Linked DNA regions of Mus musculus: all the other regions are linked to region 4. The links are chromatin contacts, called in public HiChIP or PLAC-seq and promoter capture Hi-C maps. All regions are on one chromosome and are shown on one strand. Each heading gives the region's core, a stretch centred on a gene start, on an enhancer-like site or on the middle of the called end of the contact. The rest is flanking DNA. Distances are from core to core; before and after follow the strand shown.

The links. Promoter capture Hi-C pulls out the DNA fragments that hold promoters and counts their contacts. HiChIP or PLAC-seq counts read pairs in DNA pulled down with a chosen protein or histone mark.
Region 1: a contact with region 4 is called in an H3K27ac HiChIP or PLAC-seq map of embryonic stem cells, with 2.7 times the contacts expected there. The contact joins two enhancer-like sites. A contact is called at or near these places in 6 of 484 Hi-C or Micro-C datasets (B cells, cortical neurons, palatal mesenchyme and 2 more), 1 of 115 datasets of contacts at active chromatin or transcription factors (embryonic stem cells) and 2 of 9 other capture datasets (embryonic stem cells and liver).
Region 2: a contact with region 4 is called in a promoter capture Hi-C map of embryonic stem cells, with 5 times the contacts expected there. The contact joins the promoter of Sergef here to the enhancer-like site in region 4. A contact is called at or near these places in 13 of 39 promoter capture datasets (the 3T3-L1 cell line, 3T3-L1-derived adipocytes, the C10 cell line and 8 more), 1 of 15 datasets of contacts at CTCF or cohesin (the NIH/3T3 cell line), 3 of 115 datasets of contacts at active chromatin or transcription factors (bone marrow-derived macrophages, embryonic basal ganglia and embryonic midbrain) and 3 of 9 other capture datasets (adipose tissue, embryonic stem cells and macrophages).
Region 3: a contact with region 4 is called in a promoter capture Hi-C map of embryonic stem cells, with 2.8 times the contacts expected there. The contact joins the promoter of Tph1 here to the enhancer-like site in region 4. A contact is called at or near these places in 6 of 39 promoter capture datasets (the 3T3-L1 cell line, the C10 cell line, embryonic stem cells and 3 more), 1 of 15 datasets of contacts at CTCF or cohesin (the NIH/3T3 cell line), 1 of 115 datasets of contacts at active chromatin or transcription factors (embryonic stem cells) and 3 of 9 other capture datasets (adipose tissue, embryonic stem cells and macrophages).

What each region holds. Positions count from the first base shown.
Region 1 is chr7:46,767,728-46,774,930 of GRCm38.p6, reverse strand. It overlaps Hps5 (HPS5, biogenesis of lysosomal organelles complex 2 subunit 2), which reads left to right. Exons shown (of 23, transcript NM_001005247.2): 13 at 1-117; 14 at 1,662-1,811; 15 at 2,388-2,459; 16 at 2,750-3,324; 17 at 5,518-5,638; 18 at 5,839-5,994; 19 at 6,779-6,898. Among named protein-coding and RNA genes, the nearest start is that of Saa2, 19 kb to the right of the region's middle. Within about 2 kb of position 4,035, at least 6 of the 459 cell types and tissues checked have an H3K27ac peak or open chromatin away from gene starts, as enhancers often do. A contact at or near this core is called in embryonic stem cells, where this site is marked.
Region 2 is chr7:46,635,624-46,643,335 of GRCm38.p6, reverse strand. Sergef (secretion regulating guanine nucleotide exchange factor) reads left to right here and starts at 3,529. Exons shown (of 11, transcript NM_013789.2): 1 at 3,529-3,623. The coding sequence starts at 3,564.
Region 3 is chr7:46,665,186-46,672,452 of GRCm38.p6, reverse strand. Tph1 (tryptophan hydroxylase 1) reads left to right here and starts at 5,076. Exons shown (of 11, transcript NM_001136084.2): 1 at 5,076-5,190; 2 at 7,145-7,267. The coding sequence starts at 7,152.
Region 4 is chr7:46,082,015-46,089,709 of GRCm38.p6, reverse strand. It overlaps Nomo1 (nodal modulator 1), which reads right to left. Exons shown (of 31, transcript NM_153057.4): 30 at 6,383-6,475; 31 at 5,498-6,107. The coding sequence ends at 5,976. Among named protein-coding and RNA genes, the nearest start is that of Kcnj11, 14 kb to the left of the region's middle. Within about 2 kb of position 4,614, at least 39 of the 459 cell types and tissues checked have an H3K27ac peak or open chromatin away from gene starts, as enhancers often do. A contact at or near this core is called in embryonic stem cells, stem cell-derived epiblast-like cells and trophoblast stem cells, where this site is marked.

The DNA.
Region 1 (7,203 bases), core at 2,786-5,285, 690 kb before region 4:
TTCCCACAGTCCAGTGATGTCTGAGGTAGATAAGAGTGAAGCTTTTCTGCCCTTCAGCATTGCACTGCCATTTCGTTCTCCATCTCCCCTCGTGTCTCTTCAGGCTGTTAAAGACAGGTAGGTGAACCATCTTGCCCTTTAACCCCATTTCTCACTTGGCTTTACTTGTCAAATGACGTGTTGAGAAGGAAGACATTTTAAATGATAAAAAGAAGGCCTCTTAAGTTACTTCTCTAGTCACCAGTTACTATAAACTACTAATTTCTCCTTTTAACCTTGGGGAATTGAGTGTTCCTCTTCATTTGCATAGCTGAGTATTTAGGTTGTTGTAGATGAGCCCCCACTTCCACCCCAGACACAGCAAAGATGAAATACTTTGGTCTCATCTCTGGTGTATGCTGTAGTGTGTCCACGTAGAGGAAGAAGACCACCGTGTCTCATCAGTTCTCTGCTGTGTGGATTCCAGGGATGTCACTCGTCTTGTCAGGCTGGGCGGCAGTGCCTTTACCAGTGCAGCCGCTTTGCGGCCCATTTGCTTTTTCTGTGTATGTGAAGATTTTTGTGTGAGTTTTATGTGTACTATGTGTATGTGGGTGCCTGTGGGAGCAAAGCCATGCTGGGTCCTCTGGAACTGGAGTTAGAGGTGCTTGTGAGCCTTCACGTGAGTGCTAGAAGTGAACCCAGGTTCTCTAAAAGAATATTAAGTACCTTTACTTGCTGAGGTGTCTTGCTGGCCCTTTAAGTCCTTGATCCTTTCTCACTCAATGGGTCAGAATTGGAGGATTTTTTTTTTCCCTTCTTGAGGCATATCCTCATTACATAGCTCTAGCCGACATGCAACTCCGTATGTAGAATGGGCCGGCCTCAAGCAGAGATCCACCTGCCTCTGCTTCTCGAATGCTGGGGTTAAAAGTACATACCATCATCTGGGAGAAATTGGAAATTTTTGAAAATGTTTCCAGTCTTGGCCCTGAGAATGAATGAGAAGATGTGTCTTCTGCTCGGCTACTTGCTCGAGTCCTGCTGAGTGCACATTCTTCTTGTCTGTCCTTCTGTATCTGTTGTGAAAAGTTGGGAGCTAAGTCCCATGAGGTGATCCTTGTTCTTCTCTGACTAGAAAGTGGCATATGGTCACATGTTTACCTTGCTTGAGTTGAAGGAGGCATGACATTGCAGGAACAACTGGATTAGAGACCTGCCCCTCAGCAGTGACTCACTAATCTCAGGACAGGGGCTTGTTGTTGTTGTTGTTGTGTTTTTGTTTTTGAGACAGGATTTCTATGTGTACCTTTGGCTGTCCTGAACCTTGCTCTGTAGACCAAGGTCAGCATTGTCCCAAACTCACAGAGATCTGCCTCCTGACTAAAGGCTGGAATTAAAGGCATGTGCCACTACCACTCAGCTTCAGGGCAGTTCTATAAACACAGTGAATCACTTTATCGTAAGTTTATATGAGACTCATGTGAAATGTGGTTGATTAGAGAAATTGTTATGAGCAGAGTCTGTCTTTTTATTAAGTTCAAGCTGGCTTAATAGTACTAATGCAAACAGAAACATCAGAAACAAGTGTTAGAGCAACTATGATATATAACTAGTGTTATATATCAACTCTGACAGTGTTGATATAATTTCATGTTAGATTTTTGGTATTTGACTTCCAGTGTTTCTAGCTTTGTGCGTAAAACTACTGAGAAGATTGGCACCCTTCACGGAAGCCCCGAGCTGAAAGAGCCTTTTGAATCCAAGGATGCTGACCGAGCACATGAAGAGGAAGTGAGTGCAGTCACCTGCCCTCTGGAGGAGGACACTGAGTAAGCTTGTGTCTGAGTCTAGAATGCTAGGGCAACTGGCAGTGTGCAGAAGCCATAGACAGTACTGTGGGAGACCCTGTATGTGTGACGCTGCTCATCGAAGACTGTTGCGTAGCGCAGAATCTGCAAATTCCACAGTTTACAAAGAATTAATTACTGTTGAGACAGAACTTCAGTCTCAGACCTCATTCACCTTCCGCCTTCTCTGTCATCTTGACACATTTCTGGAATGACAAAGGAGTGCTAGATTAAGAGGAGGTGACTAAGATCAGGTTGTGTCCTAGCCTTCTGACTAGCTGTAGCTTCACATCTTTAATGCTGTCTGGCCTGTCAGCTCTAGGATGTGCTATTGCTTGATGAATTAGAACAGAATATTTAATGAAGATACGGGTTGATGGGGAGTGACAGGGAGACTCTTTAAGGCAATGCAACATGAAACATACTTGCCATTTAGTAAGTACTAGAAGTCTTGGTCTTAAGAAAGCTTTGAACAAACAAAAAAAAAGACAAAATAAGAAAGCTTTGGTTGCCCCTATTGCCTGTGAGTAGGATTCTTTCTTTTTCATGCTTTTCTAGGGAGAAAGAAATTCATCAACCTCCTAAAGAAGACAGGCTTCAAGAACTCACAGCAGCGACAGCAGAAGCAATGTGAGTGTGGAAGGTCTACAGTGCGTGGGGGTGGCCTTTGCACTGCATCTGCACTGGTCTTGACTGTCTAGGTCAGAGGTAGCCTCATTTGCAATGGATGTTCCAAAATTAGTAACGTGCTCCAGGGTCAGTGTTGTCTGCCTTGTAGGCTTGCAGGAAAATTGTCATTTAAAATGCTCAAAAGCAACATTTATTCTATATGAGTATGCTTTAATCAGTTAAGTTTGTTTAAATTGTTTAAAAAAAAAAAAAACAAATGAAACAACTTTACATTCATCTCTTTTATATAGGACCAAGTTATTGGACCCTCTGGTTCTGTTTGAGCCCAAGGTGCTAAGAATGGTTTTACTTGAGTGGCTTTCACAGTTAGAGAAAACATTTGCCATGAAAGACTTCCCCGGCATTTCCAATACCAGCAGTCCAACCGTGAAATCAAACTTGGGTGCACACCTCCTCGGTGAGACAGAAAAGAGAGTATTAGATGAAGAGAGTGGAGAAGGAAGAAGGGTCTCTTTAGTCACTGAAGAAGCTGGAGGTCAGATAACCTGTGACCCTGTAAGCAACCTCAGTGAGCCCTCGGCTGACCGTTTTCGAGTATGCTCTCCATACGCCATCACAAACAGCCTTCAGAGGGACCTGGCGGAATTGACAACGTTGTGCTTGGAACTGAATGTGTTGACTTCAGCAATGGAAAGCGTAGGTGGGCATGTGGACCGGGCTTCACAGCAGCTCTCTCCAGAAATCCTGGCTTGTCGTTTCCTAAAGAAGTACTTTTTTCTTCTGGACTTGAAAAGAGCAAAGGAGAGTATCAAGCTCACTTACGACAGCCCTTGCGTTTGGGACACTTTTGTCGAAGGACTAAAAGGTAACTATCAGGTGGCATTGCCAAATGTAGAGGTATTTTATAATGTGGGCACTTGACAAAAGATTTGGCTAGAACTCTCTGTCTGGCCAGACTCTCTTCTGTTTTCTACTCAACTCTTTTAAAAAAATACGTATTTGTATGTATGTGTGTATGCCTCTGATACATGAAAATACACACTAATCATAAATGAAGTTACTTTTTACATTAACATAGAAAGTAAGGGGTTTCATCATGGCATCTTCGTATGTGTTACATACTTTTCCTCATTCGCCCCTGGCCTTCTTTTTCCTCTTTTCAGCGGATGCCTTTTTCCCTCCAGTTCTCCTCTTCTGTTCTATTACTTTCTCTACAGCTGCGCAATAGAAAACATGCGGCATTTCTGAGTCTTTCTGAGTCTGACTTATTTTGCTTAACATGATTCCCAGTTCCATCCATTTTCCCACACAAGTCATGATTTCATTTTCCTTTATGACCACATAAATTCCATATTCTTTATGTACCACATTGTTTTTAACCATTCACCCTCTGATGGACGGACAGGCATGTTCGGTTTCTTAGCTATTGTGAACATTGCAGCTAACTTGGCTGAGCGGGGTACCTTTGGTGTGTTGACTTGGGATTCCTGGGATGGATACCTGGCTCATATGGCAGATCTAAACTCCAGTGTCACAGCAACTGTAGCAGTTTGCATTCCTGCCAGCAGTGGGAGCTCTTCCCCCCCACATCAGAGGCAGCTGACTGTTCTGACACTGTTCTTTGGCCTGTCTCTTCAGGACCATTGAAAACTACCATAAAAAACCAACAACCACATTTTACTTAGGTCCCGAGTCATACCATTTTTGCTTTCATTGTTTGTTTAGTTTGTTTGTTTGTTTTGAGATAGAGTCTTTGTACAGAGCCCTGGCTGTGGCCTCAAATTCATGAGATCCACCTGCCTCTGTCTCCCAAGTGCTGGGATTAAAGGCGTGCTCCACCATTTCTGGCCTTTTTTGAAACCAGAAAAGTTGTTTTTTGTTTGTTTGTTTGTTTTGTTTTGTTTTTTGGATTTTTCGAAACAGGGTTTCTCTGTGCAGCCCTGGCTTTCCTGGAACTCACTCTGTAGACCAGGCTGGCCTCGAACTCAGAAATCCGCCTGCCTCTGCCTCCCAAATGCTGGGATTAAAGGCATGCGCCACCGCTGCCCGGCAAGTTTTTGTTTTTCTAACTAGCTTGCCACTCCCTTTATTCACTGAGGTTGGCTGTGAATGGTTCCTGAATGCTCCCAAAAGGCAGTTCTTCCTCCTTAGGATGAAGATTTGCTCCATGGCTGGTGTTTGTTTTGGTTTTATGTTTTAAAGGTCAACTATTTTTAAATCAATTTTACTGAATTTATTTTGTCTTTTTTTTTTTTTTTTTTTTTTTTTTTCCCAGAGCTGAGGACCGAACCCAGGGCCTTGCGCTTGCTAGGCAAGCGCTCTACCACTGAGCTAAATCCAATTTTACTGAATTTAAATCTAAAAGATGATATGGGATACAGGTTCTGTAAAACCTGAACAGATTGCCTTCAGTAATAGAGATATGTGACTCATAAGCACACACATACATGGTACACACACACACAGTGCACACATACATGGAACACACACACAGTGCACACATACATGGTACACACACAGTACACACATACATGGAACACACACACACAGTACACACATACATGGTATATACAAACACAGTACACACAGAGTCCTATAAACTTACTTTTTCAAAGCATAATAGTCACTTCCATTTCCACTATTTGTGCTTTTGTCCTCTGACAATTTGCTTTATGTGAGTCTGACAAGGAGACTTAGAGGTTAGGAGCTGGCACTTGCTGCTCTTGCAGAGGACCTGAGCCTGGCTCACAGCACCCACATCAGATGGCTACCACTCCAGCTCCAGGGGATCCCGTGCTGTCTCCTGGCCTCTGGGTACACCAGCACACACATACACAAAAATAAAAATTCCACGGAGTTTTATCTCCCAGTTTAACTTACAATCTTTAAAACATGAGCTTATATCCTGGTAGGTTTTGTTTTTGTTTCCTCCAGTGCTTAGCCAGTCTTGGGGTCTTGTGCTGGGGGGTGACAGCAGGCCGTGATAAAGGCTGTTGAAAGAATGTGTCCATGGGTATTTGCAGCGAGGTGACGGGAAAGGCTATGCTTTACCTTTCAGAAATGGCAAGATCTAATCCTGCCTACACGGAGCTGGAAGAAGGAGACCTGCCCACGGGGTTACAGTTACTGGATGGCTCCGTCCCTTCTGATAGTCCCTTGTTGATTGCATTTGCCACCCGGTAGGTTGTCCTGTATGTTGTTTATGGGAACTAAAACATCTGCAGTGTTTTTATGGCTTCGTATCTAGTGTTTGACTCATTTGCATATTGCGCATCTTCTTATTAGAATATTTGGTTTTATTTCTAATGAGTCCTAAGTATAACCAAGCCATATTATGGCATTGAAGTTGGAGACTGATGTGCTCTGTTTTCAAGTGCAGGTTGTATGATAGATTTGGGGAGTCAGCCCTTCGAGCTTGCATCAAGTTTTATCCGTCCATTTCGCCCTCCGACATCGCACAGCTTTGCCGTCATCATCCTGCTCAGTTCTTGGCCTATCTAGACAGTCTGGTGAAGTCCAGGCCGGAAGACCAGTGGTGAGAGGGCGTGTGTGGTCTCTGTCACCACTTGTCACGTTTTCACTGTCAGCTACTCTAGAAGATGACGATTTGGGGAGTTTTAATCCCCTTTCTCCCACCGTACATACCACAGATGCACGCATACCACACTTCACCGCCCCTCTCCGAGAAGGTCTCAGATTCTCTGTGGAAAATTAAGTCCCTTGTGCTGTCGAGGTGGCTCAGCACTTAAGAGCACTTGCTGCTCTAGCAGAGGACCCAGGCTCTACTCCCAACAGTCACATAACAGCTTATAGCAGTCTGTAGCTCCAGTTATAGGAGGTCTGAGGCCCTCTTGAGGGACCTGAGGGTAGTACATACATGTAATGCACATAGGTAGGTGACACATATATAAAATAGAATAATTTCCAAAAAGAAAATACATTCTTGGCATAGCAGGGCTTCAGCTAAGGCAGATAAGCATGTGTCAGACTCTCCCCCACCCCACCCCCGTCCCTGTCCCCGGCCAGTGAGTGCTTTTCAGTGTAGTGGCCCAGCTCTCCTCAGTGATCGCTTCCTGCTTCTCTTCTCCCAGGCAGGGCCATCATTTCTCTGCTCCATGGCAGTAAACTCCCATTTCATTATTAGACTGGGAATTTTTCCTTTCTGTTTGCCACACTGACCTCCTGGCGCCTACCCCCCTTTAGCTTTTCCTCATTGTCTTACAGTGTGGTTACTCCTTTAGCAGACTGGTACTCTCAATAGCGGAGCTATCATTTTCTTTACATCCCCACACTTTGTTTTCTCTCCAACTTGCTCTCAGGCCATCCTTCCTTGAGTTCCTTCTACAACCAGAGTCTTTAAGACTTGAATGGCTGCTTTTGGCAGTGTCCCATGATGCTCCACCAAGCACAAGTACAGTGGATGATGAAGGGCACCCCAGGTAAGCAAGAAGCCTGACATGTTCATTCACTGTGGGAACAACAGTAGGAAAGCTTAACCGCGTAGCGGGAGCAATGAGCTCACATATCCTTGTAAATCCTAGCGGTTCTAAACATTTGGGAGCTTATAGACCCTATAAGGATCCCACGATTCCATTCAGGAAAATGCACACTCGTGTTGTGCACATAACTTCAAAGAATTAAGCTAGCCTGTCTGCAGCTCTTTTACAGACCCACAGTGAACCCCGGGTTAGCCTATCTTAAAGAAAAATGTGTGTATGTTTGTGTTTTCTTTCAAAAGACATGC
Region 2 (7,712 bases), core at 2,280-4,779, 550 kb before region 4:
GGGTGACCAACTCAGCTATCACCCAGGCCCAGATCTGGGTCTTGGAGTTGGCTCACACCATCATCTATTCCATCTATGAACTGCTGGCTTTCAGAGATGTGAAAAGGCTGGCTTTACAGATTCAAAGGTGCAGGATCTCTACGACACAGGGCAACCACAGAATATCTGAGGGGAATCCTATTGAGGATCCAGCATTGATCGTGTAGCAGAAGCCAGAGGCCTCAGACCAGACCAATGACTCACCGCAATGAACATTTGCAAGTAAAGATGCATGGTCAAAGGGTGTACAGTGGGACACACTACAGCTTTCATGACGAGAATGTGTTCTATGCTTTGTTTTGTTTATTTTTGTATTTTTGTATTTTATTTCCTTTTGGGGGGAGGTTGCAAGGGCAGAGGGAAGATACAGAGGGGTGGGGAGATTGAGTGGGATTGGGGAGCATAATGTGAAATTCACAAAGAAACAGTAAAAAGTTAGAATTAAAAACAATTTTTTGACACCTTTTCTAGTTGAGAGAATTGATCCGCGGCTTGGTAATCTTTCTGTCGAAAGCAGAGCCTGGCTTTGGAGGCTGCACCTTGGTTCTCTCGACTCTGTGGCCTCCCCCAACGGTGCCATCAAGTGGGGACCAAGTGTTCAAACCACCCCACCTCCCAAATTCTAATAAATAAAACTGGTTCTGTAAGTGGCTCGTCTTTGCACCTTCAGTGAAACCTCAGGAAACCTACCCCTGTCTCATGTCAGCATTTTAAAGGTCCCACCTGGGCTAGGGATGTAGTTTAGTGCTAGAATTCTCTCCTGGATAATGCCTTGGATTCTATGGGAAGTACCACAAAAGGAAGTTCTGTACTAAGTAATGAACACCTCAAACTTTAAGAGCAGGGCCATCTTTCTCCTCTAGGACCAAGACGAGTGCTCAGTAGTTTCTTTATTTCCTCACACCCCTCTCCCACTAACTGGGAGATGAGTGGAATTGTGGTACTTGGTGTCTGTGAGGACCTGAGGTGGCAGGTAGCAGGGAGCCGGAGGAAACAGGAAAGTTTCTTGTTAGACTGCGTGTCGTGAGTTGGCGCCAGCCCTTCCTGCTCTTGTCAGAGTTAGTATCAGTTCACGCTCTTTTGGGTGGTTTACAAGGCCTCAGCATCTCTTGATAATGGTGTCTTCCTCTGCCTGGGCTATGGACTTCATCTCCATCAGTCTCTGGGAATCTGGTGGCCAACTGTTCCATGGGTGTCATTTGATCCCTATAGATTCTCTAAGACTCTGCCAATTTGCTTATGGTGACTTTGACAGAACTCCCATAGTCTCTGGCTCTGACCAGCTCTCAGCCCTGTCTGGTGGCTGGCTATCATATTTCTCATCATGAGAAATCCTCCAATTTGAATGATGTCTTGGTCCTTCTGCTTCATCTTTCCTTGGACTTGAGATGGGTGGGAGTCACATCACACTGTCACACTGATAGAGCAGTGATCACATAACTATCCTATCAGGATCCGTTTCAGCCTCTCTCATCTTTTAGGCAGGAATCCATCCAGATTTCTGGATACCTGCACTTTAAGCTCTGGTTTGGTTTCTCCTACCTTATTTTACTTTTATTATATTTAAACATTATTAAAATTATACAATATAGTTTTATTATATTCTTTCCCCTCCCCCAAGTCCTCCCAGGTCCTTCCTCATGTTCTCTTTCAACACCTCCAACAGGAAAAATTGAAACAAAACCCAAAAAGACAAAACTTACTGTCTTAGTTAGGGTTTTGCTGCTGTGAAGAGGCACCATGACCAAGGCAACTCTTATAAGCATAACATTTAATCAGGGCTGGCTTACAGGTTCAGAGGTTCAGTCCATTATCAGCAAGGTGGGAGCAGGGCAGCACCTAGGCAGGCATGGTGCAGGAGATGCTGAGAGTTCTTCATCTTCATCTGAAGGCTGCTAGTGGAAGACTGACTTCCAGGCAGCTAGGAGGAGGGTCTTAAAGCCCACGTCCACAGCGACACACCTACTCTAACAAGGCCACACCTCCAAATAGTGCCACTCCCTGGGCCAAGCATATGTAAACCATCACACTCACCAAACCATAACAAGGACAACCAAAACCACACATGAAACATGGAGTCTGTTTTATGTTGGTCAGCTACTCCTGAGCATGGGACCTACCCAGGAGGGTGACTGATATGCCCAATCGTCCCATTGGAGACAACTGGTTTTCTCTTTCTCATGAAGTATTGATTGCAAATAGCTTCTTCGTCAGGGAGGGGCCTTTGTGCCCACTTCTCTTCTTCAGTGCTGGGATTTTGTCTGTAAAACCAGAGACTGTTGACAGCATGCACAAGACCCGCACAAGTCCACCTTACCGTGCAATGTGCAAGTTACTGGCATTTCTTGCTTCCGGAACTGCTGGTAAGACACCTTTCTATTATACCCTGTTGTGACTTCCTATTAGAACAGGCTGGAAAGAAGTGATCAAAATGGCAACAGCAAACCGGTGAACAGCACATGGAATCTCTCACGGCTTCTATTTTCTCTTTCTGGAGTAAGAGCAGCTTTGCCTGGCTTGTCTGGATCTTTCTAAGCACCACCACCAAACTTTTCAAGAAACCACAGTGTGGAGGAGGAAAGACCAAGGGTGGCTTCCCTCACAAGACACAGCAGACAGTAACATGTCAGTAGCATGAACAGGTGAGACCTAGACAGAAGCTTCCCTGACACATTTTCCAATGTGAGGGTCTAGGAAGAAAAGGAAGGCGAGGCCTTGAGACCTGTCTGTACAGGGGCCAGAGCTACGAATGCAGATCATCGCCTTAAATGGGACATGATCTTTTTGTCCTCCTTCCAGATTCCAGATTCCAAATTCCATTTCCCCCAGTGTGCACTGGTACACTGTATTACTAAACTCTCACCAACATCACGACAACGTTGATAGAAAGCTGTATTGTATGAAAATCTATCTTGGATGAGAATTATCTATGCTCGTGATTAGAATTAGGGCAGATGGTGCGGGGCCGCGGAGAGTAGGGAGAACGCAGGGGCACATCAGACAATAGCCAGCCCCAGTTGTGTCACCAGTAGTGGGTTTCCGCTGTGGAAGGCTAACACGGCTCCCCAAGACTCTCGGGTTCCCAAACGCACAGCGAAGCGGGCCAAGGTAGCTTCGTGAAGACTCAGGACTGGACTCTTGCCATCTTCAGTTCAGGTCCCTTCCCACCGTGCTGTTGCACCCCTGTCAGGTCATCTGCTCTGGGCAGCGTGGGACAGGTGGCGAGTTTTCCAGATTACTGAACATGGTGCAGAATTACGAGTGTGGGTGTAGTAAGGCACCTCCGGGTGTGTTCCCTGGCGGCCGCGAGGTGCCTGCTGACAGTGCTTTGGTTGAGTCCCGGCGCTCTAGGGCAGGACCATACCTAGCTACGTCTTGCTCCAGTCCCATTAGCCCCTCCTAATCCCTAATTTTACCCCGCCTCCATCCCGCTGACCGCGCCCAGCTCCCGGACTCGCCCTGCCCCTGGCCTCCGAGGCCCCGCCCCGCGTCAGCCCTCCCGGAAGCGCCGGCTGAGCGTGTGCATGGCGCGGGAGTCCTGCGCCTCCGAGACTGTCTCTGCCGCTGCTGTGCTCTTCGCCTGGGTACGTGGCTCCGCCCCCGGGCTAGGGCAGAGACGAAGGGGCGAGGAGACCCGGGAGCTCCCGGCGTCTGCGTGGGTGGCAGGGAGCTGGGAGGCGGCGGCCCGAGCTAGGGTCCTGGATTGGAGGATCCTGGGTTGCAGCAAGGAGGAGAGGGTGCGGAGGGAGGGTCTCCCCGCAGTGCCTGAGGGGCCTACTGCTAGCTGTGGGATGAGGACCCGAGGGACTGAAGCACTTCGGGAGGACCCTGCATCCAGAGCAAAGCATCCATTCTGGGAAAGCGCTCGGCCGCCAGACTGCCTAGAAAGACAGCGTGGAGGCTTGGCAGAGAGATCTCGGTCCCAGAGCTCCTGGGGCCACCTGTGTCATCGAACCTGCCTTTTGCTTGGAGGATGGAAGGCTTCTTTCCAGCGCCATCACCCTGGGGAGCGTCCTGTGGATGTGAGGCCTGTGGAGTATGGCCGCGCAAGGCACAGACCCTGCGTATTTGCTGTTACTCGGCTGTGACCAAATCTTTTCTCTTCTGGGGGTGTGGAAGTCTGGGCTGGGCAGGTTTGACACTGCACTTTGACTGACCTATGGTCATCCTTCCGTGTGATTGGAGAGGAGGCTTTATACCCACGAGTGTGGGGGACATGCGTGACAGCATGCATATGTCGGGTGTTGCTGTTCTTAGTATTAAATACCAAAATTGTAATGGAATGCATGATTTGTTAACGGCAGTCTCCTTGACTACAGCGGAGGTGTTCTTGAGAGCGAGTACTGAGCCAGTGGTGTTCACATTGTCTCTCTTGGTGCCTGGCATCTTGTAGACCCCAGGGAAATATTTGTTGACTAAAGAATGAATGAATGAATGAATGAATGAACGAGCGAATGAAACGAATGAATGAGTACTTGTGTGCACAGCCATCTGTTAATGTTTGGGAAATACATAGCTATTCCCAGTTCTTGTGATAGAGGAAGCCATAACAGCTATGTTTTTTGCCAAAATTAGAATTTATCTATATACCTTTCACTTGTTGAGTGTAAGGCTGTCAGAAAGGAGAGCATGGCTTGGCCTGGCTGGCTGGCTCAACTCCTTGAAGTAGCACTTGAACGAGGCTTGGCAGGGGGGGTGGGAGGTGGGGGTTGGGGGGTGGGGTGGGGGTGGGCGTTAGTAACTGAATGTGTTGCTGTCATTTTCCAGCCTGGAGACTGCTGTCTTTTTGGACAGAGGAAAAACACCTGATAGGAAAAGCCTTTCAGCTGTGGCCTTGAATGGACAGAGACAGAACCAGGGCTGAACCTAGTGTGTTTGGAGGCCTGCTGGGGTATTCCTCCTGCTGCGTAATCAGGGAGCATGTATTAGTTGGCCTCCGCTGCCGCTGCCGCTGCCGTGACAAAACACCACAGGCTGGGTTCTTAGACAATAGACATTTATTTTCTCTGTGTTGGAAGTTGCAAGTCCGAGATTAAGGTGTGGGCACTTTTGGTTTCTCTGGGGCCTCAGGTGGCTGTTTCTTTGTGCATGGGCATCCTTGGTGTCTTGGGAAGAGACTAGACAGACTGGATTATGGTCTGTCTCATCATTTAACTTTAATTACCTTTTTAAAGGTGTGTCTCCAAATACAGTCATATTCTGGTATGTCAGAGGTTAGGGCTTTGACATAGGCATTTTGAAGGAACACAATTCATCTTGTTCCAAGTGGTTTTGTGTTTTGTGTGTATGTGTGTGTGTGTATGCACACGCTGTGTCTGGACCCTTTGTAAAGAAGGAAGGTATACACAGTTGTCATAGGGTATATTAAATTTTTCTTTACCTAGCTTTATCCTGGGTTTAGGGCCCTTATTGCACCACAGAAGTTGATACAAAGCATGAACCCCGGATTGCTCTAGCCTGGCTTCTCTCTTAGATGTTCAGCAGCCTGAAAGCCTGGTAATGGGGTAGCTAGAGAAGACAGAAACCCCAGGATATACTCTCTGCTTCACTCTGTGCAACAGTGTTGTTTGTAACAGTGTTATTTGACAGTGCACTTAAACAGTGTTGCATTCCAGGGTGGAGAGATTTATGTCTGACATCCACAGTCCGCCAGCCAGTGCAGTTTCAGGGTTAGGAGAATAGCTATAAGACCAAGTCCCTGCCTTCATGGTGGTGACTTTCTAGGAGAGGAGGTAGCTCAGTCAAGCCAGCAATGCACTCTAGTGCCAAGGAATGACACAAAGAGGAGGAGAAAGGGGACAAAGCAATGGCAATGTACGTGAGCAATAGGCAAGAGCTGGGATTCTCAACCTTCCTGATGCTGTGACCCTGGTGACCCCCAACCATAAAATTGTTTTTATTGCTTCCTCGTAACTGTAATTTTGCTACAGTTATGAACTGTAATGTACTATTTTTGGAGGTAGAGGTTTGCCAAAGCGTCCACAACCCACATTTTGAAAACTGCTGGTCTAGAGTCATGTGACTTAATCTCTGGGCTGGTTCCCTATACATACCTGTTTTCTTATGGATACAGTAAGAACTAATGGAAGAAATGGATTTCTAACTCACTCATCCAATTGTGTAACTGGATCATCACTTGAGCCTCCAGGCCTCAGTTTCCTCATCTGTACAATGGATGCGAATGCTCCTAGCTGTGAGGCTTCAAGGTGGCCGTCCTGTGTGCAGAGATGCACTTGTTAGAACTGTATTGTTCAAAAGACCCTCTTAGCCTGTGCTCCCCACAAGTCTCATTCTTCATCTTGGGGTCCTGCAGCTCAAGGTGGCTGGAAGCACCCAAGAGGTGGGATGGTTTCCATAAGTGTGTGTTTTGTATTCATATTTTGGTAGTTGTTTTAAACCAAGTGTTCCTATTTATGTGCCCTCAAAACAAACAAACAAACAAACAAACAAAAAAACCCGGTATTAAATGGTTCTACCACTCACCTCCAAAAGAACCAGCTTGGGAGTAGATACTTGAAGAGATAAGAATCCTTTTGGGTGGGCGTTAGGCTCTTTCAGGTGTCCGTTCACTATTGTGTTTGTACCTTTTGTTGCTGAGATGTTACTGTTTCACTTACTGGCCTCTGTCTTTACAGGGTCTTTCTGATAGTACTCCTACCCCTACTGAATTCTTCTCTGGGCCTGTTACCTAGCTGTAAGGATTTCAGATTAGAGACTTTTTTTTTCCTTCCGGTGCTGGGGATTGAACCTAGGAACTTGAACATGCTGGGCAAGCACTTTATCACTCTGCTGTAGCCTAGACCCGTACGATGTGTGGACTTGATAGTGTGAGTTCAGAAGGGGGATCTGGATCGGGGTTGTCCAGTGCTGTACTTGAAAAGGCCCTTTAGCTGTCAGTCATTGTCTAGCTTTTGCTCTGGACAGATGAAATGATGCGGCTTAGGGAAGCTGCCTCCTTAGCTGACTGACTGCATACAGAAAGCTCACTGCTTCCTCGTGAGCATGGGGGAGGGTGGGGGAGGCAAAGCCAAGCCCAGAGTGTTTCCTGCTAACTTTCCCCCGACCCCATCCTTACCCTTAATCTTTCCTTTCCCCAGCGTTCCTAGGTCATTAGCTTTTATCAGAGGGGATCCGTGGGCTGATTCCCAAAGGCAGTTGAGTCTTGGTTGGTTTTTATTGTCCATGTGACACAACATGGACTCACCTTGGGAGAGACATGTCTGTCAACTGAAGGCCTCGATCATATTGGCCTGTGAGAGGTTATCTTGATCGACAGATTGTTATGGAAGGTTCAGTCCACTGTGGGTGGCACCATCTCTAGTTCGTGGAGTGAACCAGAGAGAGTCACAGGTAGTGTTCTTCATGGCTTCTGTTCGAGTTCCTGCCTTGATTCTCTCACTGATGGACTTGTGACCTGGAAGTGTAAGCCGAAACACACCCATTCCTTCCCTAAATCAATTTTGGTCCCCTCTCCTCACAGCAACACAAAGGGAACTAAAACAGGGTCGTATACCTGAAGGTAAAAGTGAGACACATGTTTATGAATGTCAAGGACTCCTCTGAAATCGTGGCGCTCACAGATGGGTCTGGCTTTTTAAGGCAGATTGCCCAAGACAGCCTCCTGAGAGTGGCTACTGAAATGTCACGGGTTCCAAGAGCTGTGTCAGGGCAGG
Region 3 (7,267 bases), core at 3,827-6,326, 580 kb before region 4:
TTTGTGCGTGCGTGCACGAGTGCAAGCCAAGGTTTCAAGAGAGGCCAGAAGAGGGTGTCAGATTCTCTGGTGCATGAGTTACAGCTGGCTGTGAACTGCCTGATGTCGGGGCTGGAAACTAAACTCAGGCCCAAGAACAGCAAGTGCTCTTATCTGATGAGCCATCATCCCAGCCCCATGCCCAGCAGACATGGGGGCTGTTAACTGAAACATTAGAAGTATGTCCACGGGCCTCCCCTTTTCTGAAGAGAAAGGGGAGAGGAATGCATGGAGGAGAGAGAAGGCGTGGAGGAAGGACTGAGAGGAGAGGAAGGACGAAAAACCGCAGTCTGGATGTAAAAGTAAGTAAGTGAATTCATTAATTAAAATTTAAAAAGAAACACTGCCACAAGAAGCTGGGATAAACAAGGATGCTAAGGACCATGTTCCCCACAGCCCTAACCCACGCTTCCGTGCTTATTCCAAATTCCCTCTCTGTGCCTCTGTCACACTCTGCCTTGCCTCCAAGCCACAAGTCTCCATGTCTATCAGTGCCACTTGCCTGAAAGCTCTGACACTCTTCAGGGATCTTCAGATAATCTGATTTACACAGCCAGGAAGCCAGGGGACTTTCCAACAGACCTATTAGAGCTGATGAGGGCAGCCCCTCCTCTGCCTTCCTCATCCCCCTTATCTTTCTCCTCTAAGTGGGTTGGTTGTTCCATCTCTAGTCTGCCTTACCTTTAAGAAACAACAGTCTTTAAAATCCTCCCTCACCCTCGCAGCCTATCCACTCTGATCCGTTTCCATTTGCCATCTGTCAGCAACCTCATCCAAAGATCTCTTTGGCTGTAAAAACCATCAGAAATAAATTGTGAGGTATAAGAGACTTTCTGTGAGTTTAAAGACAAATAGAAGGTTTTGGTGGCAGCTGCTAAGGTCCATAACCTCTAGAGCCTAAGCATATGTCCCAGTCCCTCACTCCAGGGTTCGAGAGGCTGAGACTTGAGGCATCTGGAGGCTTGAAAGGCCTGCCCAAGTGTTGTAGTGAGACCCTTCTGGACATTTTTTTAAAATGTGAGAAACAACCTGCTCACGAGAGGCTGCACATGTGAACATTGTCTAAGGTCTTAGCTTGACTAGTGATTGCAAAGGGCTGCTGAATAGTGAGTGACTCCTCTCTGCTGTCACATGGCCAGGAGTGTGTGTGTGTGGGGGGGAATGCCTGCTGCTGGTGACGGTGGGCATAGCCCTAGACCCCTTTGAGTGGGAAAACAAGTTGGCGCGGTACTTTCAGAAAGCAAGAGGCACTTCCAAATGTGGAAGTCATTCTTCAAAAATGCTGGGAGATGAAAGCATTTGTTTTTGAGGCAGGGTTTCACTGTGGAGACCAGCCTGGCCTCGAACTCACAGTCCTCTGTTTCTGCCTTCCCTGTGTGGAGATTACAGGCATCATGCCCGGCATATCTGCATGCACTTAAACATAGTCCTGCCTAACACATCTGCATATACTTAAACATAAGTCCTATCAGTTATTTGGCCTTCATTTTATGTATGTATTTATGAGTATGTATAGGTATGTATGGTGTGTGTGTGTGTGTGTGTGTGTGTGTGTGTGTAGGAATGCACATATCACAGAACATATGAAGGGGACAACCTGGGGTGCTCATGCACCCCCACTCCCCGTTTGATGCAGAGTCTCTATGTGTTTGCTGCCAGGGTAGCTGGCCATGAGCTTTGGGGATTCTTTGGTCTCCAGCCATGTGCTGCTCAGCCTGGCTCACCTGGATCCCAGGATTCACACTCAGGCCCTTACACTCGTGGCAAGCACCTCGCCCACTCGGCCATCTCCTCAGCCCACCACCTTATTTTTCTGGAACAGACTTTTTTTTTTTTTTGACTTGGAACTCCCAGTTCCGCTGGGCTGGCTGGCTAGCAAGCCCCAGGGATCTTCCTGCCTCTCCCTCCCCAGAGCTGGGATGTCAACCGTGTGCCACCACAGTTGACTTTTTACTTGAGTCCTATGAGCTGAACCTAGCTCCCCATATTTGCAGGGTAAGTGCTTAACTGACTGGCCCATCTTCCCAGCCAATATTAATGATGATGATAATAATATTATATAGCACATATGATATATAATAATATTATATACTAATATGTCATATAATATAGTTAGTATATATACTAATATTTTATATAATATAGTCAATATTACATTTTTATCACATAATAATGTTACTATTTTAATAATATTTTGAGATATTTGATATGTTGTGAAAATAGATCTTGAGCTACTGGAATCAAATGATTTTTCTGCCTCAGTTTCCCAGGTTGCTGGGATTACAGATGTGCACCACTGTGTTCAACCTCTCACAGATAGTTATTGAGACATAACTGCATGCCTCTGTGCCAGGCACTGGGCTAGCCAGGGAAGATTTAGCATTAAAAAAAAATCCAAACCATTGTTTCTCCTGTGGGAGATTTAAGTGAAAAAATAATCACATAGATAACTCTGTAATGACGTATTTACAGGTACTTTGTGGTGAAGGATGTAGGAAGGAGTGGGGAGTAAGAATGAGGGCCCTACATATAACAGGCAAGTCAGTGCAAAGCTGGCTCCAGATAGTAGGATTCTCCTATGTGTCTTCCTTTAAAAATGTCCTGACAGTCCTTAATACATGGACTTCTAGACACAATGTTGCTATTTAGAGAGGTTAAATAAGGGGCATATAAGAAACTTGGCAGAGGGGCTAGAGAGATGGCTCAGTGGTTAGGGGAACTGACTGCTCTACCAAACGACCAGGGTTCAACTTCCAGCACACACATGGCAGCTCAAAAATGTTTGTAACTCCAAGATGTGACAGTCTCACATAGACAAACATGCAGGCAAAACACCAATGCACATAAAATAAAATAAAAATTGAAGAAGAAGAAGAAGAAGAAGAAGAAGAAGAAGAAGAAGAAGAAGAAGAAGAAGAAGAAGAAGAAGAAGAAGAAGAAGAAGAAGAAACCTGGCAGAGAGAACCAACCGGCAAGACGGTTCAGCTGGTGAGGGTACCTGCTGCCAAGTCTGATGATTTGATTTTCCAGAACTCACAGGGTAGAAAGCGAGAAACTGACTCCTGCAAGTTGTCCTCTGGCCTTTGTATATGCATCATCATGTGTGTGCTAAATACACATAATAGAAAAAAGATACATGGCAGAGAAGTGGGGGTGGGAGCTATATGCTCACAGGCCTGGTCAGAGAGGCTCAGGGACATTTCTAGCTTTTCTCAGCCCACTAACATGGCCCAACATCAGCTTTTCCATCAAATGCTCATTAAACGGATTGGCTTCATCTCTTTTTTTTAAGTGGGGCAGTTCATGTCTTTGTAGATACCCAGCTTGGGAATGGCAGCCTTGACTTCAGCTTGGTCCCAAGTCACTCTGGCCTCTGTTTTCATGGTATTGAGCAAGAACACAGGACCTCAAATCAGAATGCTTTTGCTGTCTTCTTCTCACTAACCCATGCAGGAGGAGGCTGTAGAGCTGTTTGCTATGGGCCCCAGTTTGCTGATCTATAATGCAAGCACAATTTTTTAAATCCATCGAATTATTCTAAAGATAAAAGGAAAAACTATAAGGGGGTTTGAAATCATGGGCATCCTGCAATTTGAGATCGGACAAGTTGGTGCCAATAATCTCAAATTGGAAGGGTGGGCAGGGAGGTTGTGTGTGAGTTCAAGGCCAGCCTGGGCTACAGAGCAAGCAAGACCCCGACTGAACCTTCACATAGCACCCTGCAATACATGCACATTCAGCCAAGGGACTGACAACCTGTGCAAACCTGAAGTTCAAAAGCACTGTGATGTGTGCCTGGCACAAAAGTCCCACAGCCTCTGAAGCATCCATGTCCCTCATTCCAGGAAAGGTGAAATAACAGAAAGAGAATCAGGTCAGCGGCTGTCCCTGGGAATCAGGGGCCGTCGGGGAGAAGACTGAGACAAGCAAATACCTTTGGAGGGTGGGAATATCCTGTATTTGATCGTTTGGTGTTTAGTGGTTACGTACTTGACAAGTGGATCAACTTGTCAAGACTCAGAAATGTACACCTCAGAAAAGCGGATGTTCGGCCATACCAGATGGCTTATCTTGGAATCTCAGCACTGGAGAGGGAGAGGCAGAGAGAGGAGCATTGTTGAGTTCTAGGCCAGCATTGGTTGCTTGTGCAGTTTTTTCCTTGTTAAGTCAAGGCAGCACTATTTTATATATATGTACATAGCAGTTAGATTGCATTGGGTATGACAAATAATCTAAAGATGAAGCCTACAGGATATATGCATGCTATGATACATTCTTTATAACAGCCCGGAGCATCCCCCAGACTCTGGCATCTAGAAGTGTCCTAAGACTAGTCCCCCAGGATACAGAGGGACCATGCTTTGGTCCTTTAGTAGAGCGTCTAATAACGGATCGTCAACAGATAAATGCTATTTGGCTTCTGAGCCGAGTTCGTATAGCAGGGAAAGTGATATTTCAGCAGGCACAGCATCGTTATCTGCGTGCATCGTACATTTCTTTTTCTTTTTTAATCACAAGAGTAGTGAGCTCTTCTAAAACGTCCAGTAGTTCTTCTGCCTAAAGGATAAGGCTCTGCACTAGGAGAAAGATGAGGCAGCCTCAGGAGGATAACCCAGAAACTCAGGGATAGGCTGGAGACTGGGGAAGTCCTGCTTTGGTTTCTAATCCCAGAGACTGGGTCCAAGCCCCGCGGGAGGTCATTGTGTCAATAGCAGGTGTGATGGTGGTTTGGAGGGAAGTTCTAAACGGATTGTTTAATCTTACTCAGACTTTTTGTGGCTGAGGATGCGTCAACATTAACTTAATTAAAACTCTACGAGAATAGCTGTGAATGAGACCGGCGCCTGGGTTGCAGAGCAGACAGCAGACAGCGACTAAGAGGTCAGGGCAAGCTGCTCCCGCCCACACCCGCGCTGTTCCCGCCCCCTCCTCGCCCTCCTCCCGCACTGCTATATCCTCAACCGTGCGCCCGGCGCCCATTGGCCGTTCTGACGATGCGCTTCTCCTATAAGAGGCGTCAGCTCCCATCCTCAAGTGACTCTTTAAACTCCAGTGGCTCTGAGGTGAGTGGGTGAGTGGGATAGCCCCTCCCTGGGACATCGGATCAGAAGACTCCCAGCAAGGACGGGATCAACTTCTAGTAGGAACCAGGTGAAGTCCTACCCCTCAGGGCTCTGCTCTTCGTTCCTTTAGAGCTTCTTGGGGGATAGCAGACCCTATTCTTGAGGACCTCCTGTGTGCCAGGAGCAGACTCTGTCCCACGTTGGATTTCGGCTTTATTGGGAACCCTGTGTCTCTGTGACTTCTTGCCAGCAAGAACATATTAATCTTCTTTCTTTTCCATCCAAGGGGTAATATCTCTTTTCTTCTTCCTCTATAACGGTAACCTTCCCTTAAGCGCCATCAAAGGAAGGGAATCTTCGATGCTAGACCTTTCTCTCAGCACCACATCTGCACTCTGCAGCTCTATCCCAGGTCACAATTGACAGAGGCATAGGTCCTTGAGATTCAGGGCTAGTTAACAGTCCAGGTAAAAGTAACCCCGATTAAATGTAATGATCTGATTTTCAGAGGTTTTAAGTGAACTTGGTTGATGGTCCACCCTAGCCGTCTTGGAATGGAGGTGGAGGTCAAGGCCCCAGAAGCTTGTGCCTGTGGGATGGCAAGGGTGGGATTCTTTTTCCTTTATAAGGTAGGGTTTCTCCATGGAAGACTGGCCGTCACTCTGTAGACCAGGCCTGCCTCGAACTCACAGAGATCAACCTGCCTCTGACTCCTGAGTGCTGGGATTAAAAACACATGCCACCACTGGCCGGCTCAAGGGTGGGATCCTAACCGAGTGTTCCAGGGTCACAGACTCAGTCACTGGAGTTCATATGTCCATGTGTTGTAGCTGCTGCCCTTGATCTTTCTGATCATTTGGAGGGAGGCAGCCTCTGCCTGGCACTTCTGGAGGGTTCCTTTGTCTCCCTTGGGCTTAAGCCTTTCTGCTTACAGTTCACCTCCACTTCATTCCCACATCCCATTTAGAAAAGAAAACCACTATCCCCGGGGATTCTTCCCAAACCATTCACTGTACCTTTCAATCCTACCTTCAAACTCTGCCCCCACCACTTTCAAACACCTCACCGTGCTTCCCAGACGAGACCTCGAAGCTTCTCTTACTGGTGATGAAGCTAAGGAAAGAGTTGGTGGTGTGCACGTACCCTTCACTATGCCCTGCCAAGGCTGCTAAACAGATGGCCTTCTTCTTGGCCGGTCTTATTTCCTGTGCTGGATCCTGCACACTGCCACATCTTTATTCAGGTGAGGATCCTGCCCCTCCTTTGAGGGTGACTCCTTCTTTTTTGAGGGTGACTCCTTAACCTTTCAGGGTGATCTTCTGCCTTTGAGGGTGATCTCCTGCCTTTGAGGGTGACCCCTGCCTTTGAGGGTAAACCTCTCCATTTAAGGGTGACCCTTTTCTTACCTGGCTAGAAAGGGGCTCAAAGAGGAAATAGAAGGCTAAAGGGGGAGAGAAATAGCAGAGAAAATCATGGGGTTGTTGAAGGAATGCCCCAAGGTTAGGCAGATCCACAGGCAGCATTGCTGGTGTTGTGGGAATGTGGCTGTCAGCACAAGGACCCGATTTTAGGCCAGTCTGAAAGTGTTTAGTACAGCAGAAAGATGTGCATCATCAAAGATCCAGAGGAAGCGTATGGCCTCACCTTAGAGCTGTATGCTGTAGTTGAGTTACAAAGAAAACAAAAGCCTGGCCCCTTTCTGAAGGGGCTTTACAGCGTCTTAGGGTATAAGATGTGTGTGAAGCACGTGGGGAAGCTACTCATGACCCGAATTTGATGGGCAGTGAGATCTCAGTTCGGGGGTGAAGTTCAGACTGGACAGGAAAGGGAAGTGCAGAGACACACGAGGTTCTCTTGCCATTCTGGGGGCTATGCTAGGCAGTGTCTCACCTTCTGTCCCACTTCCATCTGGAAAAGCCTGTCTAACACGTGGGTTTTGCAGATAGAGGAATGGGAGCGGGAGGTGGATGGAGTCACCGCTTCTGCCCCCTGCTGGCCAGTTCTGTGCTTAGCACTCATTTATCTGAACTTTCACACTTCAGATTCACCATGATTGAAGACAACAAGGAGAACAAAGAGAACAAAGACCATTCCTCCGAAAGAGGGAGAGTGACTCTCATCTTCTCCTTGGAGAATGAAGTCGGAGGACTCATAAAAGTGCTGAA
Region 4 (7,695 bases), core at 3,365-5,864:
TTCTTCCTTTCTTTCTTGTCTCCATGCAATTGTGGTGTGACGGTAATGCTGGTTTTGTAGAGTTAAGAGATCAGCAGTGTTCTTCAGAACAGCTGTGTTAGCACCTCCTTGAAGATCTGGTCCATGTCACCATCAGGGCCTCAGCACTACTTCATCTGAGACTGCTGCTGCTGCTGTTCTTACACCAATATCACTGCTCCTCAAAGATCTCCTTAAATGATCTTATCTGGGCTTCATTCTGGTAGATCATATACACCAAGTAATTCATCAAACCCTTTAAAAGTTTCCAATTAGGAGAATACCTTTTTTTTTTCTTTCAGAACATCCTAATGACCCCCCAGCTTCCAAATGGCTCCTTTCTCACCTCTGACTTAAGGTGAGGCTTTGCTTTCTGACAAGACCGTCTGGGAAAGGATTTGTAGATCTGATTTACAAAGGACAAACCCTTTGGACCTTGGAATCCTTATTGTGGTTTTACATTCCCATTTGATTAATCTCTGCCCTGATCTGACTTCTTTCCAAATATTGGTTTGGGTTTATGGCTTCAGCTTGTTTTTCCAAGGCCCTATGGTGCATCATTAAGTTATTTATTGTAGGGGTCACTTAGAGCTGGAGACCTCACCTGCAGGCTGTTTCCACTGGAAGTTTTGGCACATTGTGTTTTCATGACTAAGTATCTCATGTAGAAGATAATTTAAAAAAAAATACAACCTGAGTTTTCTTAGCAAAAAGCATGTCAAATGGTTTAGCCCCAAGTCAAGGGGCTGCCAGCTTGGACATCCAGAGTCACCAAGACCAGATGTGAAGGATGAGGTAAAGACAGAGGAACGAGCGTACCAAGATCCAGGCCCAGCCACAGGCTTCCTGCCCTTCTTTAGGTAAGTGTTCCTGCAGGATGGCCACAGCACTTGTATCAGAGTCAGAAAAAGACAGGAATAAATGCCAACATCAGTGTCACAGAAAACACTTTGTGCACAGCATTTGCGTTGTCTCAGCAGTAACCAGGGAAATAAATCCCATGAATCTGTTGGTCTGTGCTGAGTCAGCCGTCGTTGTCGTCTTCTAGTTTTTCTCCAACTTCCCCCCTAGTTCCCCCATCATGGGTGAAGTAGCAAGGCACCGAAAGGTCTACAATCAAGGCAAACTGCACACTGTAGGTCTTCAAAGCCTGGATGAGCAATCACTCAGTATTTGCTCTATGCATAAGAGCGTTGCGTGCAGGTGTGGTGAAGGAGCCACAACCACAGTAAGTGGGAACCCATCAGAGCTCACCGGGGACGGCAGGATACAGCAGCCTCTCCCTCTTCCTTCCCATTCCATCTGCATCCTGCCTGCCGAGGGCAGGCACCACAGAAGCAACAATCATAAACTCCACAAGCCAGCCAGACTCATGTGTTTGAATATGCAAACTGTATTCTCTCAACATCTTCCAGTTTATGTTTTTCCACAAAAAAAATAAAATTGCCAGGCGTTATGGATAAAGCTTAATGGATTGGGCAATGCCCTGGGTTCCATCCCCAAGAGTGCTGGGATGTAAAGAAAAGGATGATCTGAGGAGATGCTCGGAGCATAACGCCTGAGGACCAGAGTTCAGATCCCCAGCACACACATGAAAGCCAGGCATGAGTAGAGACCAGCCTATCATCCCAGAATGCTAGACTTGGAGACAGGATCTCTGGAGGTAGCCAGACTAGTTGACTTGATGAGCTCTGGAATCAGCAAGTGATCCTGCCTCTTTAAACGATGGGGAGAATGATTGAAGAACATAGCAGCCTCTGCTTCCACAGTGCACCACACATATATATCTGCACCTTACATGCGTGCAACATGTTCATACACATGCAAAAAGTAGATATTAGAACTAACATGCATTTGGTCATCTTAATATAGTTCAAAATGAACACGTACAGACATTAATATAAATAATATAACCAGTAGTATTCTGAGAGTGTTGTAACATCCTTAGAATGACTTCATGACCACAGGAAGGCTGGACAGTGGCTCCTGCAGAGGGAGAACTTGAGAGCTCAGAGCAGCCAGGAAAGGTAATGGAGAAACAGTTCACCAGGTGCCACCTTCCTAGTTAGAACCTGTGAGGTTTTCATCTTGGTTTTTCGAAAATAGCCACAGAGCAACAGACATGGCGGTGGGCTGTGCCCAAACTGAGAACATTCCTCAGACCAGATGACATCTCTGGCAGGCTCTCAGTTTCCCTGGGATGCCCTGTGCTCACACTAAATATCCTGTGTCCCCAGTGTCCATATGATAAGTACAACGTCTTTATGATCTGACCTAAGAAATAGCTACTCTCACCCCTCTGTCATTCTACTGGTCACAGGGGCCATGCACATTCTTGGGTGTTGTAACGGCTATTCCTGGTTGTCAGCTTGGCCGCATCTGGGATGAACCACAATCCAGAAGTGGAGGGCGTATCCATGATCCAGATCGTGAGGCTGGAAGACTCAGGCTTCTGACCCAGATCTTGACATGGAGATCTTGAGGCATAGTGGCCATGAAACATAGTGGCCATAGTGGCCCAGGCAGGGTACGTGCACCCCTTTAATCCCAGGAGACTGAGGCAAGCAGATCTGATTCAAGGCCAGCCTGGGGCAAAGCAAGTTCCAGATCCAGGCGTGGTGGCACACAGCTTTATTCTGAGCCGCACCTTCAGCTGGAGGCCCACGTAAGGACCTTGGGAGAAGGAAGGGCTCACTCTTCTTCATCTGCTTGCACTTACCTGCCAGCACATCTGCTGGAACCTACTTCTTCAGGATCCCAGCTTCTACAGAAGACCAGCTGAAACAACTGGCCTCGTGGGGCTGAGCAACTACTAGATTCTTGGACTTCCCACCCGCAGCTGCCCACTGTTGGGTCAGTCGGCCTACAGACTGAAAGTCATTACAATAAATTCCCTTAATATATAGAAACATTGCAGAAGTTCTGTCACTCCAGAATGTTGGGCCCCATTTTGACCCTGGTTTGGGCCTTGAGGACACACCTGAGCCTGGCTCGAGTTTCTGCAGCCTTGTGGGAGAGCCTAAGCCTGGCTTGAGTTTTGAGACCTGTCTCAGTCACTTCAGTGACTCAGCAAGACCTGTTTTGGCCCTGCCTCTGCCCCGCCTTTGCTGAGGTAGAGCTTTGCCATTGGCCCTGTCAGTCACCCCATATCCTCCATCACCCTTCCCCGCCTCCTATGTCATCTTACCTCACCAATAATCCCCCTCCCTATGTTCTGAACTTATATAAGGGAGAGGCTGACACCATAAAGTTGAGTTCCTGCTTCGACAAGTCTCCCCGCTCATTGTGTTTCTTTTGGGCTCACCATCCCGCTCAGCCCCAGAAAGATCCCGGCAGAGCCAAGATCCTGACTAATACAGAAGTGGAGACTATCCAGGGCAATGTGGATTCTAGGAGACTCATCCTGAGCCTGGTCTGCCTCCAGTACCCGCTGCAGCCAAGAGGCCACAAACATCCACATGTTTCTATCTTATCAACAAAAACCAAACAAAGCTAATAGAAAACACTTTATAAAGGCTATGTACTTAAGCTCAGTGCTTCATGGGATATGGAGCCCCATGGAGGGAAAGCATAGCAGGAGCGTGTAGCAGTTGGTCCTGCCACGTCCCCAGTCAGGAGTCAGAGACGTGGACTCTGCTCAGATCACAGTCTCCAATCCTAGCCCGTGGTCTGGGACCACCCACACTTAAGGTGCATCTTCCCACATGGATAACCTAATCTAGAAAATCCCTCAGAGGTGGACCAACATTTGTTTCCATGGCGATTCTAAATCCCATCAAGCTGACAGCACTTAACCATCACGGTAACAAGCAGCCTTGTCCCCTGAGCTTGACCAACGCTTCTCTCAGGCTACTCTGGCCTGTAGGGACTGGTTCTTCCTGGCTTTGGGTGCTCACTCATGTAACAGGAGAGACCAGGGGGAAAGCGTGAAGCTTGGATTGAAGAGCTATAGCTGGAAGCGTTTCGAGGTATCCTTCCTTAGTCATGTCTTAGGCTTGTTTTCTTGGCATTTTCTCATGTAGCCCGAGCTGGCCTTAAGCTCATTATGTAGCTGAGGATGACCCTGAATTTCTTATCCTCCTTCCTCCACCTGCCAAGTACTGGAGCACAGGGTGTACACCCACTTTGTGTGGGACCGTGAAAGGCAGCCTGTTTTCTGGTCGAACTAGGTTTAAACCCCGGACACCCAGCAGATAACTCTGCAAGGGACAGAAGGCCTGTTTGCCATGGTCCCAGACACTAACTAGGCTCCTGACATGAGGCCCCAGATCCATAATTCTGTGACCATCAGTCACATAGGGCAACACCCCAAGCTCCTGGTGATCTGTCTGGACTCCGCCCCCACAGTTACCTGGCAACAGCCAGGTGAGCTGGCCCACTATAAACGGGGCTGCTTGCCCCTCCTCTTACTTCTACACCTGCTTCCTGATTGCTTCTCTCCTGACCTCTTGCTTCCCTTCTCTCGGCATTCCCTTCCCAACTCTCTCCACGTGGCCACAGACTGTCTCTTCTCGTCAGGATCCGCTGTGCTGGAGCAATGGAGCAGGTCTTCCTCTAAAGAGCCGCGCATCTAAGCTCCCGCAGGAAGGCCTCTCAGCACTCCCAGTCACTGTCTACACCAACCCAAGCCACAGACCAAGCAAGGCAAAGACTCCCCTCCCTGCGGAAACCAGCCGGAGCTGGTTTCCTCCTGCCCTTTTCCCTTTGGCCCCGGGCCAGAGGCCCCACAGGCCCCCACTCTGTCCTCAGCTCTTGCGCCACTGGCATCTGTGGTATCCAAGAGCTAGAACCTGCAGTCCCTGTTATCTGTGTGGCTCGGGGACCCCAGAGCCAGCTCTTCCACGGCAACCAGAGGCATCTGTGGTGCCCAAGAGTCAGAGCCTGACTCCAGCAGTTCCACGGGGACCTCAGCCTGTGCTTCCCCACCCCCGGCGCAGGGTCCTGCAGCTTCTCACAGCCCGACGCCCACCTGGCGGCCACCTGGAATACACAAAGTCCTATGGCTACCTTTGCAGAGGGACAGAGCCCACTGACATCTAGTTGTCTCCCACAGGCTTTCAGCCTTTATAGAGTGTCAATTAAACGCCCCATTAGTACTTAAGGGGGGTGTTCACTGTGCTGTCACTTGGAGAGTTAGAATGGATACCCATATCCACACACCGTATAGATTATGTCTCATCTGTTCCAGAGGCTCATGAGGCTCACCTCCCCTGTGCAGCAAGCAAACCCACATGCGTGTCAAGTGGCCAGTTGACACAGATATACACAGACGGACAGACACCCCTCCCCAAGAAGTGAAATACTTTTAAAGCCCAGCACAACAGAGTTCTTCTGGCTTCTCTAAGATACAGGACGTACATCCAGGGACCACAGTGAGCTGAGCTCAGCCACAGGTTGGCTGTGCCACACAGGGCAGTCCCCACAGCCTCTGTCGCTGGGGCTGAATGCCCACCCGCTCTGTATGCACCCCACACTATGCCAAGTTACAACACAAACGAGTGGCTGACTTTATTCATCCAGCTGTTGACAGACCCTTCTGGGAGGGACAGATGTTGCTGCAGCTTCTGGCACGGGCCTCGAGTGCAGGGGGCGGTTTGGGGAAAGTCCAGAAGGCACAGCAGACCAACGCCATGTTTCCTGGACTCTTCTTGCAAACGAATGTGGAAGATTAGATTATGTTCTCACGCCACCAGCTCAGCTTAAATACTTCTCTGACAAAAATAATAATAATAAATTATCTTCAACTCAGAAAATAAATTGTGTTCAGCAGGGTGACAGGAGGGTCCATTCGTCGCATTGCACCACAGGGCTACACAGGAGAGGACAGACAGGCAGGACACCAACACAAGGGTGACAGGGCCCAGGGCCTGCCTGAAGTGAGTGAGCATGTGCCTTTGTCCCCAGGCAGGCGGCAGCCCTGGCTGTGTCATCTGCAGGAGACGGGGCCTCCTTCTTCCTCACGTGCGTCTGGTCTTCTGTTTCTTGGTTTGTCTCTTCATGTCTTCTGGGCCGCTGCTGTCAGAGGCCGCCTGGCCAAGGGCTCTGACTCCCTGAAGACGACTCGTCAGCTGCAGCAGCAAAGGAATGAGCTGGAATGAGAGAGACCATGAACACCTGGAAGGCGCCGTGCATCCCCTTATGGGAGCCCCGGGCCTGCAGAAGGCTGGCAGAGAGGTTTTACAGAGGCTGTGACTCTCTACAGGCAACACCTCCCTGAGGATTGGAAATGACATCACTGGAAGAAGATGTAGGAATTTGCCTCGTCTCCTCCAACCTTAACCTTCTACAACTTCCATGACACCGGGCACCCTCCCATAGCCTATCTCCTGCCCCCCGACTTCCCATGAGGCCTTGGCTTCCCTACCTTGTCATGGTTGTAGCCCGCCAACAGGAGCAGCAGCGTCAGAGGCAGGGCAATATAGGACCCCTGCGCAATGTCTTGTTCAGGGAGCTTCCTCTGCAACAAGACAGCCATGACTCCTTGTAAGTTATCACTCATCGACCACTGTCATCCAGAGCTTCAACCCACTCAGCCACCCACACTGGCACCCAAGGTTACCCACAATCCCTTGATATCCAAAAAGAAGCTAACTGGGGTGTGGGTGTGCATCACCCAAGCCCTGAAACTCAGATCTGGAATTCAGGCACAAGGAGACTCCAGTGGCTTAGAATTCTCTTACTATCACAAATAAGCTCACTCTGGCTGAGACGACCTTGAGCCTGTGACCCTCCTGGCCCTACCTCCTCAGTGCTGAGATTAAAGGAATGTGCCCATGCCTGGCTGATGTGTGCTAGGGATCTAGCTCAGAGCTCTGTGTGTGCTAGACAAGGGCTCTACACCAGTGCTGCTCCATCCCTGCTCTGCAGATTCTTGACTCAGCAACTCCCCCACCACCGTCAGTTCCAAAGACAGACTGACAACCACTCAAAAGCCCGAATGCCAGAGCTAAAAGCAAGCAGCTAGCTGTGTGCACCACCTGGGAACGAGCTGGATACACCGTGCTATGTGGTTATGAACACTGTCTTCCCCCAATTCCTCTATTGAGACCTGTCCCATCTGAAATTAAGATGACATACTGACAGAAGGGTGATTAAGTAATGAGAGAAGATCCTTCATCAATGGGGTCAGCACCCTTTGAAGTCCGGCTGAGAGGAGCTGGTTCAGCCACCTGTGGCTCCAGGCACGGCCATTGATGGAGCGGAGTGGAGCTGGCACTCCCCCACTGTATCTGCAGGTGGACTCGCCAAGCCCAGGTGCCGGAACCATGAGGAGCAGATGCTGCTTGAAGTAACCTGCTCTACCGTGGACTTCTTAGCAGCCTGAACAGACTGAGACACAGGGTGCCTCCATACGAGACAGTACAGCTACGGAGCCTAGTGCTCCACAGACACCTCAAAGAAACGTTTATTAAATTCTTACTTTCCCCAGAAGCAATGAGCAACTATAGCTGCAAAGTAAGTCTTGTCTTTTTCTAAAAGAATGTTTTACACTGTGTGTGTGGTCAGAGGATAACTTGTGGGAGTTCCAGGTCTGAACTCAGGTCACCAGGCGTGGTGGTGAGTGCCCTTACCTGCTGAGTGACCTCGATGGCATGGCTTCTCTTTTGTAAGGCAGTCTCTGGGGTGCCACTCTCGGCCCTAACCATGTTCAGAGTCCACGATCCTAAGCTTGGACCT